Linked DNA regions of Sus scrofa: region 2 is linked to region 1. A link is a contact called in public Hi-C data. All regions are on one chromosome and are shown on one strand. Each heading gives the region's core, a stretch centred on a gene start, on an enhancer-like site or on the middle of the called end of the contact. The rest is flanking DNA. Distances are from core to core; before and after follow the strand shown. Region 1 overlaps MARCH6 (membrane associated ring-CH-type finger 6). Region 2 overlaps CMBL (carboxymethylenebutenolidase homolog).

What was found. A called contact is a pair of places that touch in the nucleus more often than the background predicts.
Region 2: a contact with region 1 is called in a Hi-C map of liver, with 2.6 times the contacts expected there. The contact joins two enhancer-like sites. A contact is called at or near these places in 5 of 47 Hi-C or Micro-C datasets (embryonic fibroblasts, epiblast stem cells, liver and 1 more) and 1 of 2 datasets of contacts at active chromatin or transcription factors (alveolar macrophages).

Annotation. Positions count from the first base shown.
Region 1 is chr16:72,048,468-72,053,550 of Sscrofa11.1, reverse strand. It overlaps MARCH6 (membrane associated ring-CH-type finger 6), which reads left to right. Exons shown (of 27, transcript NM_001130535.1): 24 at 1-2; 25 at 2,176-2,308; 26 at 3,418-3,553. Among named protein-coding and RNA genes, the nearest start is that of GPX3, 62 kb to the right of the region's middle. Within about 2 kb of position 2,275, at least 2 of the 83 cell types and tissues checked have an H3K27ac peak or open chromatin away from gene starts, as enhancers often do. A contact at or near this core is called in liver, where this site is marked.
Region 2 is chr16:72,191,096-72,196,178 of Sscrofa11.1, reverse strand. It overlaps CMBL (carboxymethylenebutenolidase homolog), which reads right to left. Exons shown (of 6, transcript NM_001244350.1): 2 at 4,430-4,663; 3 at 1,984-2,091. The coding sequence starts at 4,644. Among named protein-coding and RNA genes, the nearest start is that of CMBL, 23 kb to the right of the region's middle. Within about 2 kb of position 2,293, at least 4 of the 83 cell types and tissues checked have an H3K27ac peak or open chromatin away from gene starts, as enhancers often do. A contact at or near this core is called in liver, where this site is marked.

The DNA.
Region 1 (5,083 bases), core at 1,026-3,525:
AGGTAAGCAAAATCAGTTTTCAGAAAAAGACAAAGTGATAGGAGAAGTTTGGTTCATGTGACTCTTATTTTCCATTTTCTTAGCCTTCTCAGTTTTCTACATTTTCTTAAGTGAACATAACTTATTTTTAAAGGAAAAAGGCAGTTTGCTCTTCTATCCCCTGAATTTTCATCAACCACTCTTAAAATGTCCCTCATCTCAAAATTAACCAAAAGCTTAAACCCTACCCAAAGTAAAGGCAAAATTTAGTGTATGCTTTTTTTTTTTTTTTTTTTTTTTTTTTTTTTTTTTTTTTAAAGGGAAGGAGTTCTGATGAAGCCTTGGTATTCAGGCTTTGTACGTCTGTAGTAGAGAAGCGGTTATTGTTCAAGACAATAAATAAAAAGTCAGAAAAAGATAATAGATTTAAAAAGCATAACTGAGAATATATTTAAAAAGTATAACTGTTTAGGAATATTCTAGCCACATAGCACCTGAGACTGTTGTGTATTATGGAACCATCAGATAATTTGGTCATTGTGGAGATAACTTTGAAAAAGGTAAATTGTACTTCTGTATTCTGTGATAGTAAGGCTAAGAGTAAGGTAATTCATTTTAGGAAGATTTCTTCCAAAATAACCAATATAGTAGATGTTGGTCCTTATTCAAGTTTTAGTTACCTAGAGAATGTACTTAAAGTTTTAGTTACCTAGAGAATGTACTTACGGACAACCCTCTTATCCTTGGGGCAGCGCCAAATTGATAAAGTGTTATAGTTCTGTAGCACTAAAAGTATACCTTCTTTTGGTATATAGGAAATAAAGTAGTTTTTAACCCAGTATGGACAAGAAAACCATCCAAAAATTCCTGTACCTGGAGGTTGACGGGGGTAGGGGAGGGCCAGGGAATCAGTGTGTGTGCGTGTGCATCTCAAGTGCAGGCTGATTCTGAAGTGAGGTGGGTTGTGGGGTGCCTGGCAGCGTATCCATTCATGACAGTACTACAGGCCAGTCCCCTCTGGAGTTTCCAGTGAGACTGACCGTTGTGGAGAATAAGGGTTTAGTTACAGCTGGAGGCTGTGAATTGCTGATCTCTATATTATTTTGCTCTCGGTTGCATTCTTTCTCATACATGTGTATAAGTTTAAGTAAAATGGTTAAACATGGGGTTGCCTTGCTGCATTAACTTAAGTGCATTTGGGTTAAAAGGATTTTGAGGGGATCAGAAATGAGCCTTTGGAGCAGTAAGCCTGTGACTTGCATCCAAATGCTCTGGTCCATTTCCAAAGGATAGAGGGATTGTCTTGAGTTGCACCACACTATGTGACTCTGGGCCAGAAGAGGTTAAAATGCTGGGGAAAAACACAAATACCACTCTTCTGTTTTGTCACCTTCTGCACACCAGCTGTATTTTCTCTTATTCCCAAGATTCCCCCATTTCCGTCCATTCTTTCCTCCACAGTACTATTGAATAGAACTTTGTAGGTAAGATGATGGAAATATTTTAGAAATTCTTAAATTAAAAAAAAAATTAACTTACTTTCATACTAGATTGTTACATAAAAAACCTTTTAATTTGTTGACATTTGATTTATATAAGCTTTTTAGAAACATGCTTCCTGTTTATAGTATTTTCTTATATTCAGATAAGATGAATGCAATCTTGAGTAATAACAGATCACTCTTACACAATTTATATATGAAATTGCTTCAGGGTGTGTGGTATTCAACTAATATTGTTGGTGCCATCTGGTATTATATAGAGCAAGGCTAGTGTAATTATTATTCTAGGTTAGCATCTTATTTCATCTCTCAGCAGAGTTAACTGCAAAGTGTAAGGAAGTAAAACTTGTGGATGCCATCTTGAGGTGTGAGTTCCAGAATTTGCCTTGATTTCTGAAACAAATAACGAGTTTGAATCCTTTGGGGCTGGTAGTCCCTGTGGCATATGGAGCTCCTGGCCCAGGGATCAGATCCAAGCCGCAGCCTCGAACTAAGCTGCAGTTGTGGCCACGCTGGATCCTTAACCCACTGTACGGGGCTGCTTGAACCTGCGTCCCAGAGCTCCCAAGAGGCTGCCAATCCTGTTGCACCACAGCGGGAGCTCCCCAACTCTGTGCATCTTGAATTCAGTAGAGATTGCTGTTAACCTGGGGAAATTGTCCTGTGTTCTTGTTCTGTTTTGTTCCCGTTCCAGGTTTACGCAAACGGCATCCGGAACATTGACCTTCACTATATCGTTCGGAAACTGGCAGCGCCAGTGATCTCTGTGCTCTTGCTTTCCCTGTGTGTACCTTACGTCATTGCGTCTGGCATCGTTCCTCTACTAGGTGGGTAAAGGTGGCTGGAAGCTTGAGGGAGCACCTTGTTAGCGTCGTCACATTCTTGTCCCTTCAGTGTCCGAGGTTACTTGGCTCCAAATGCTATGTTGTAAATATAAATCCAGCCAAAACAATACTGTCAAAAGACTGTTTTTCTCAGGTTTCAGTACTCAGAGCAAGATGAGGATCATATCCGGTGTTGCCGTGAGCTGTGGTGTAGGTTGCAGACGCGGCTCTGATCCCGCGTTGCTGTGGCTCTGGCGTAGGCCGATGGCTACAGCTCCGATTCAACCCCTAGCCTGGGAACCTCCATATGCCGTAGGAGCGGCCCAAGAAATAGCAAAAAAAAGACCAAAAAAAAAAAAAAAAAAAAAAAAAAGATGAGGATCATAAAGCTCTTTGGTAGTTTTTTCTTTAGAGAGGCGAGAAAATATTGACATTTAAAAAATGTTCTTCAGCATAAAAGGAACACCAAAGAGGAAATACTCTTAACATGTAGACATTTTCGTGTCAGTACTTAAGAATCTTCACAGGCTCTTAGAGCCAGTACATGAGCCAGTGTATGTTCAGTTATAAGCACAAAGTTGTCCCCTCCGAATCTTCCTCTTCTGCTGAATTCCCTCTCTCAGTTTCTGGCATTATCATCCAACGAGTCGTATAAGTCGGAAACCTTGAGGGTCATCCGTGTCACCTGAGGCTCTGTGCTCTTGTACTCAGCTGGTCTCCAGGTCCCACTGGTCTGCCCTCTGGGGGCCTCGTCTGCAGCTCTCACCTCAACCTCTATGGCTGCCTGTTTCCCTGCCTTGAACCCTCCACACGGTCATTCTCCACACTGCGACCACAGCGACCTTTCAGAGGGATGGGTCTCTTTGTGTATACAAACTCTTTGGTGAAAACCCTTTTGCTGGTTCTTCAGTGGTCTTTAAGAATAACCCAGCTACAAGGCTCCTCCTCTAGCTGTGCCAGGCCTGCCTGCCAGCACTCCTTGTATTACTCCCTCTGCACAGGACGAGTTTCAGTTAGGCACCACCAGCCTCCTTTGCTTCGGGAGAGGAATTATTTCCATGTCGGTGTCGTTCTGTATGCACTTCAGAGTTTTCCTTTTTTTGGTTTTACAGGTGTTACTTCGGAAATGCAAAACTTGGTCCATCGGCGGATTTATCCATTTTTACTGATGGTTGTGGTATTGATGGGAATCTTGTCCTTCCAGGTCCGCCAGTTTAAGCGCCTTTATGAACATATTAAAAATGACAAGTAAGTCCAGACCTCCATTCATCCAGCTGCTCTTGTTAAGATCTCTCATTTCTTAATTTTTGTGTCTTACGTGATGAATCACAGGAGGGAAAAGTGCTCTGATTCTGGGTATATTCTGAGGTGGAATAGGACTTGCTAATAGATTGAAGGTAGGATGTGAAAAAGAGGCCATTGAGAACTTGATTGGGTCAAGCACCTGGGGAGTTGTCATTTATGGAGCTAAAAAGACTTGGGAGAAACTGGTTTGGAGGGGAAGTTTGTTTTTTGTTTTTTTTTGGCTGCACCCATAGCATATGAAAGTTCCCAGGCCAAGGGTCAAATCTGAGCTTCAGGTGTGACCTGTGCCACAGCTGTGGTAATGCTAGATCCTTAACCTCCCATGCCACAGTGGGAACTCCCTGGGGAGGAAGATTTTTTAAATGTTCTTTCAAAATAATTTTCAACCTGTTTTCAAATGTTCTGGTCTGATAACATATTAAACAGTTGTAGATACAAATAAGAAGCCTATATTAGGAATTATCAGTGCAAAAGTGCTGTGGTGACCTCTGATGGGGGGAAGCTCTGCAACCTGACCTTAATCAGAAATTGAGAATAGTCAGGGAAAACACCTCTGAGGATGATGGCCATTTGACCCTCCATGTCCTAATGGAAGCCTGGATCCTCTTCTGCTTTAGTGGCATCTCACAGACAAGCAAGTTTATAACTGTCCTCATGTTTGTCTGGGAGAGTTCCTGTTTACATGTGCTGCCTTTATGCCATCATTAACAGCACTCCCTTTTACTCGTGAGTGCCGCCTTTGGACAACAAATTATATGGTCACCTGTTTCCTCCGAGGATTCTTAAGAGTAATATTTTTAAGAATGAAATTTAGAGTGTTCAGCCTTTTCCAAAGCAGTGTTTATTTACTGACTGTAACAAAAACTAAGAACGCTTAGGCTGCCAGAGTACTAAGTTCTGCCAGCTCTGAAAGAATGGGGAGGGGGACTTCAGTGACGAAAGTCAGTTTTTCTCACTTCACTTGTTTTGGCAGAGCAGTCGTTACTGCAGTAACATAAAAGAGACACACCCCGGGAGCTTCCCACAGCCCCCCACATTCTCTTCTTCTTCCCCGTCTGCTTCCTCATGTAGAAACCCTTGAACTGCAGGCTCCTTGGAGGGCACATCTTGTTTGACATTGTGTATCCACTCTCCCAGGGTTTGGTCCCTAGGAGGCTCCAAGGGTGCATGTGTGCCCTGGGGCCATGAGAGGGCGCCAGGGTGATGGAGCTAGGTATGGGTTCATTCAGACTTCCCCCTCCCTCCCTTCTTTTCTCACTGTTTAAAGTTTTATTGAAGTATAGTTGATGTGCAGTGTTGTGATAATTTCTACTGGTACAGCAGAGTGACTGAGTTATGCATGTGCACATATCCGTTCTTTTTCAGGTTCTTTTCCCATGTAGGTTATCACAGAAGAGTGGGTAGAATTCCCTGTGTTATCTATCCATTCCACATACAGTAGTGTGCATAGAATCTCCTTTTTCTGCCACTGAG
Region 2 (5,083 bases), core at 1,044-3,543, 140 kb before region 1:
CTGAAGTTCACGTTCACATCACAGCTTCTCTGGCTCCCTTGTTATTTCTACTTCTAATTTATTCTTGACTTCTTGCCTTATTTTGCCTCTCTTGGGCTTGCAGGTTGAGTGTCTGGGAGGGAGGCATGGAAATGGATAAGCATGCAGGATGCTGGGTCCCCACGAATCCCAGAGTCAACCCTGGGGACGGGGAGGAGGAGGCAGGACAGAGAAGCAGAGCTGGGGTGCGGTCTCCACAAAAGCTTCTCACAGCTCCTGGGGGAACTCGGAGCTGGGGTGGCCCTTGAGGGCCCTGACCTGGGGTGAGGGAGCCGGGCCACCGTACCCTGCACTGAGACTCCCCGGGATGGGACAGACTTAAGACAAGCCGGGCCACCATCCCCTTGCACCCTAGGACAAGCCAAAGAGGGCCACTGGCTCTGGTCTCCCGCCAACCCTGAGGTTACACAGAGTCCCGGTGCTCGGCAAGCCGGGAGCACCCAGGGCTGCTTGGAGCATCTCTCTGGACTGAGGAACTGCACAGAGACCCTGGCCTGAGCCAAAAGCACTGCTGCTCTGCACAAGACCCAGAGAGAGGATGGCCAGGACACAAGAGAGTCGGGTCCCCGGAGAGTATGGGGAGTGAGGCGGGCCGAGGAGCCAGGGAGCCACACCGAGCAGGAGCAGAGGTCCCGTGGGCTGTGAGCAGAGGTCTGCCCGGGGTCCAGCAGCCCAGGAGCCAGAGGGCCATCAGCCCAGAGCCTACCCTGGAGGAGCAGAGTTCCAGAGACCAAGTGGCCATGGGCAGGGGGCCACGTTACCGGCACCTGCCCCAGCCTGGGCTTGGGGAGCAGCTTATCAAACACCTGAGGCTCACAGGTGAGGTGGGACAAAGTCAGAGGATGGGAGAGAAGTGTCTGGAAGGACACACAGTCAAGGTGAGTTAGGGGCTGGTATCAGGGGAACCCTTTGTCCTGGGCTCAGGATTTCCTGCTCAGGAAAACCTCTTTCCTGATTCCTCATTCCTGCCTCTTTCCCACTCCATCCTAATCCTCCAGATAAAGAAGAGGGGATCTGGGAGTTCCCGCTGTGGCTCAGTGTAACAAACCCTACTAGTATCCATGAGGACTTGGGTTCAATCCCTGGCGCTGCTAAGGGGGTTAAGAATCTAGCATTGCTGGGAGCTGCAGTGTACACTGAAGACGCGGCTCGGATCTGGCACTGCAGTGAGCTGTGGTGTGGTGTAGCTTGGATCTCCAATTGCTGTGGCTGTGGCGTAGGCCGGCAGCTGCAGCTCTGATTCAACCCCCAGCCTGGGAACCTCCATATGCCACAGGTGCAGCCCTAAAAAACAAAAACAAAAACAAGAGGGGATCTGAGTGACAGCTGAGTGTCGCCCTGCTTCTGGACTGGGTGAAGCCAATTTAACAAAGGCTGCCATCCTGTGGGATCCCCGCTTTTCTTCCCACTGCTTCTCGCGGACCCTGTCGGGACAGCAGTCCTGGTCTGCTGGGGCTGCTCTAAAGACCCAAAGTTTCCCTGGAGGAGGGGTGGCCCTTGGGGCCTCGGATCAAAAGCCTCCGCTCCAATCAACTGAGGACAAGTAGGTCCTTTTCTCTAGTCTCTCTGCTTGTTTCAACTGGTTCTCAGCCAGGAGGAGAGAATACTGATCTCTGAACCCCCAGAGCCCAACTGTCAAGGAAAATCAGGCCCAAAGAACATTCCAGAGAGAGAAGCAAGCAAGCTTGCTGGCCAGCAGGGTGCTTGCTGGTTGCTAACCTTCCACTGTATGAACTGTGCTACATGAAACCGGTTCCTTTTGTGCTTCAGGAAGGGCTCCGTTGGCTGTGGCCTCCGAGGTTCATTGATGGGGAAGGGGGGAGGTGGGGGGGGATCTGAATGATGATCCCAGACCCTCCCTGTCCCCTCAGTCCTCCACTCCCTGGCAGCCCTGGGGGCACCAGGAACACAGCCACACCGGCTGGTAAGGTCCTCGTAACTCACCTGTTGATCTTTCTGGCATCTCTGGTCTTCAACCACTCAGGGAAAGTGGACCAGTCCCCAGAGGGGTGCCACGGCTCCTGTCCTACAAAGAAGTCTGGAACGATGGTTCTGGAAAAAAGGGACATTCAGCGAGTGTAGCGTCAGAGCTGCGGGGACTCCATATTTGCTTACATTCATTTAGAAACATGCCAGGTTGTGGTTCCAGACCACGGGAGAAGAAAAGTAGTGCCTCGAGGGCCAACTGTGATCGCAGCAAAGACGCCAACTGGTTCCAGGCCAGAATATCTCAGATTTCACAAACCCAAGGTGCCCGGGCGCTGGCAGCCTGCCCAGAGCCCAGCCCACCTGGCGTGCCAAGGCCTTGGCTGGGCACATGCCCCTTAGATGTGATGCCCCAGGACAAAGGTTCCCGGCAGCAGCACTGGAGAGGGCCTGGGCGGGCAGAGCTCCCTTCCTGCCCCTGAGACCTGTGCCTCTCCGCTGGCCTTTCGTGTCAGCCTCAGGCCAGGAGGGCACACTTGGTGAGTGATCCAGTCACCGTGACCAAGCACTTTCCCAGCCTCCGGCCAGGATGCCAACAGGCTATCAGGTCCTGCCCAGAGGGTATGGTCTCATGCAGGGTCCAAAAGGGACCACGGAGGAGGTCCTGTTGTGGCTCAGGAGGTTAAGAACCTGATGAGTATCCATGAGGATACAGGTTCGATCCCTAGTCTCCCTCAGTGGGTTAAGGATCCAACATTGCTATAGCTGTGAGCTAGGCTGGCATCTGTAGCTCAGATTTGACCCCTAGCCTGGGAACCTCCATATGCTGCAGGTGCGGCCCTAAAAAAATAAATAAATAATAAATAAAGGGTCCATTCAACCTTCCAAGTGTGTCAACCCCGGGGGGAATGGGGCCACATGGCTCCAGACAGAGACCCCGTTCCTAATACATGTCACAGCCACAGATGGAGGAAGCCAGCTTCTCCTGCAGGGGTCCCAAGAAGACTGAAATCTGGGTCAGCAGAATCAGGTCCCAGAACTGCCCCATTCTGCTCTGAAACCTGAACAAGCTATTTAATCACTTTTGGCCTCGTTTTCTTGATATGATAGAGACAGCCCAGTGAAACCTCAGAGGATTATTTTGAAGGCAAAATAGGTAAGTGTGAGTGGGATTTGTAAGTCTTAGGCATCTTTACTCACTTTTTTTTTTTTTTTTTGAATGGCCACATCTGCAGATGGAAGTTCCCGGGCTAGGGGTTGAATCAGAGCTACAGCTGCCGGCCTATACCACAGCCACAGCAATGCCAGATCCAAGCCATGTCTGCAAACTACACCACAGCCCATGGCAACGCTGGATCCTTAACCCACTGAGCAAGGCCAGGGATCGAACCCCTGTCCTCACGGATACTAGTCAGATTTGTTTCCACGGAGCCACGACAGGAACTTCTCAGCTCCTCCTTTCGAGAAGACAAAGGGAACAGGGGTGCCCCACACTCAAGACCTGCTGAAGCTGGACAGGAAGAAATGGTCCTTCCTCTCTCTCCTCCATGCTTTACTGAACCTGCTACTGACACCAGGGCTCTGAGAAGCCAAGAGGTGACAGCATTCACCAAAGGGCTGTGGCCACACAATGTGACAATGAGATGACCTTTGGGAGATGAGTGAGGCCTCACTATGCCAGGTGTGGAAGCCAGTCTAATTCAGAGCAGGATAACCATGGGTGCCCTGAGTGTGAAAGCTGACCCCAAGCAGAGATGCTTCAAGGCCAAGTAATGGGTCCATTTTAGAGCTGGCAAGTCCTGCCCCAGGTGTCCCGTACTGGCATCTGGGCAGGGCCCACAGCGGGAAATAATTCTTTCAACAAGTCTACGGGGCCAGCCACTCCTAGGACAACCCGAAGCCCAAGGCTCGTGTTGGAAGCAGTTGGCTTCCATTGGACACTGGCTGTCACATGCCACTCTCCACTTACCTACAGCCCAGCGAGATAAAAAAAATAGCTCACATAAATCAGAATAGAGGCAAGGTCTCTTGGCTTTGTTTCCTTCGAAGGGAACAAAATAGATCATGGAAATTTACATGAATCCAAGAAAAGAAGAAGAATTTTATACAGGGAGTTCCCTTCGTGGCTCAGAAGTTAAAGAACCCGACTGGGATCCATGAGGATGCAGGTTCCATCCCTGGCCTCCTTCGGTGGGTTAAGGATCTGGCGTTGCCATGAGCTGTGGTGTAGGTCACAGATGCGGCTCAGATCTAGCATTGCTGTGGCTGTGGCACAGGCTGACAGCTGAAGCTCTGATTTGACCCCTAGCCTGGGAACTTCCATGTACCACGGGTGCAACCTTAAAAAGAAAAGAAGGAAGGAAGGAAGGGAGGGAGGGAGGGGGAGAGAGAGAGAGAGAGAGAGAGAGAAAGAAAGAAAAAAGAAAAAGAAAGAAGGAAAGAAAGAAAATAATTGTATACATACGTGTATCCATTTCCTGCAAGCATGTCAGCCATGTATCTGGTATTGGGCAACTGCCAGCCAAATATATCTTGAATGACAATCACTGCTTTGCCCGCGTCCACAGGGGACTTAGTGAGATAAGCCTTGATGTGCTCGACTTGAACTTCATGCCCCAACCCTCCGTACTCTATCCTATGGCCAATGTCGCACGGGCAAGGATGAGCTTCGTTAGCCATTGGAGATTTTTAGGTCAGGCTATGGAGAGAGACACAAGCATTATACCCTTGAGTGCTGCAAATCCTAAGATTTTAAACAAAAAGTAAACCAAAATAATTTGAAAAAATTCATTTTAGGAAGTTCCCATTGTGGCGCATCAGAAACAAATCCGACTAGGAACCATAAGGTTGCAGGTTTGATCCCTGGCCTCGTTCAGTGGGTTAAGGATCCGGCATTGCCATGAGCTGTGGTACAGGTTGCAGACACAGCTCAGATCTGGCATTGCTGTGGCTGTGGTGTAGACTGGCAGCTGTAGCTCCAATTAGACCCCTAGCCTGGGAACCTCCATGTGCCACAAGTGCAGCCCTAAAAAGAAAAAAAAAAAAGAAAGAAAGAAAAAGAAAAATTCAACTATACTCAGTATATTCATGCACAAAATCAATGATAACTTCTGGTTCT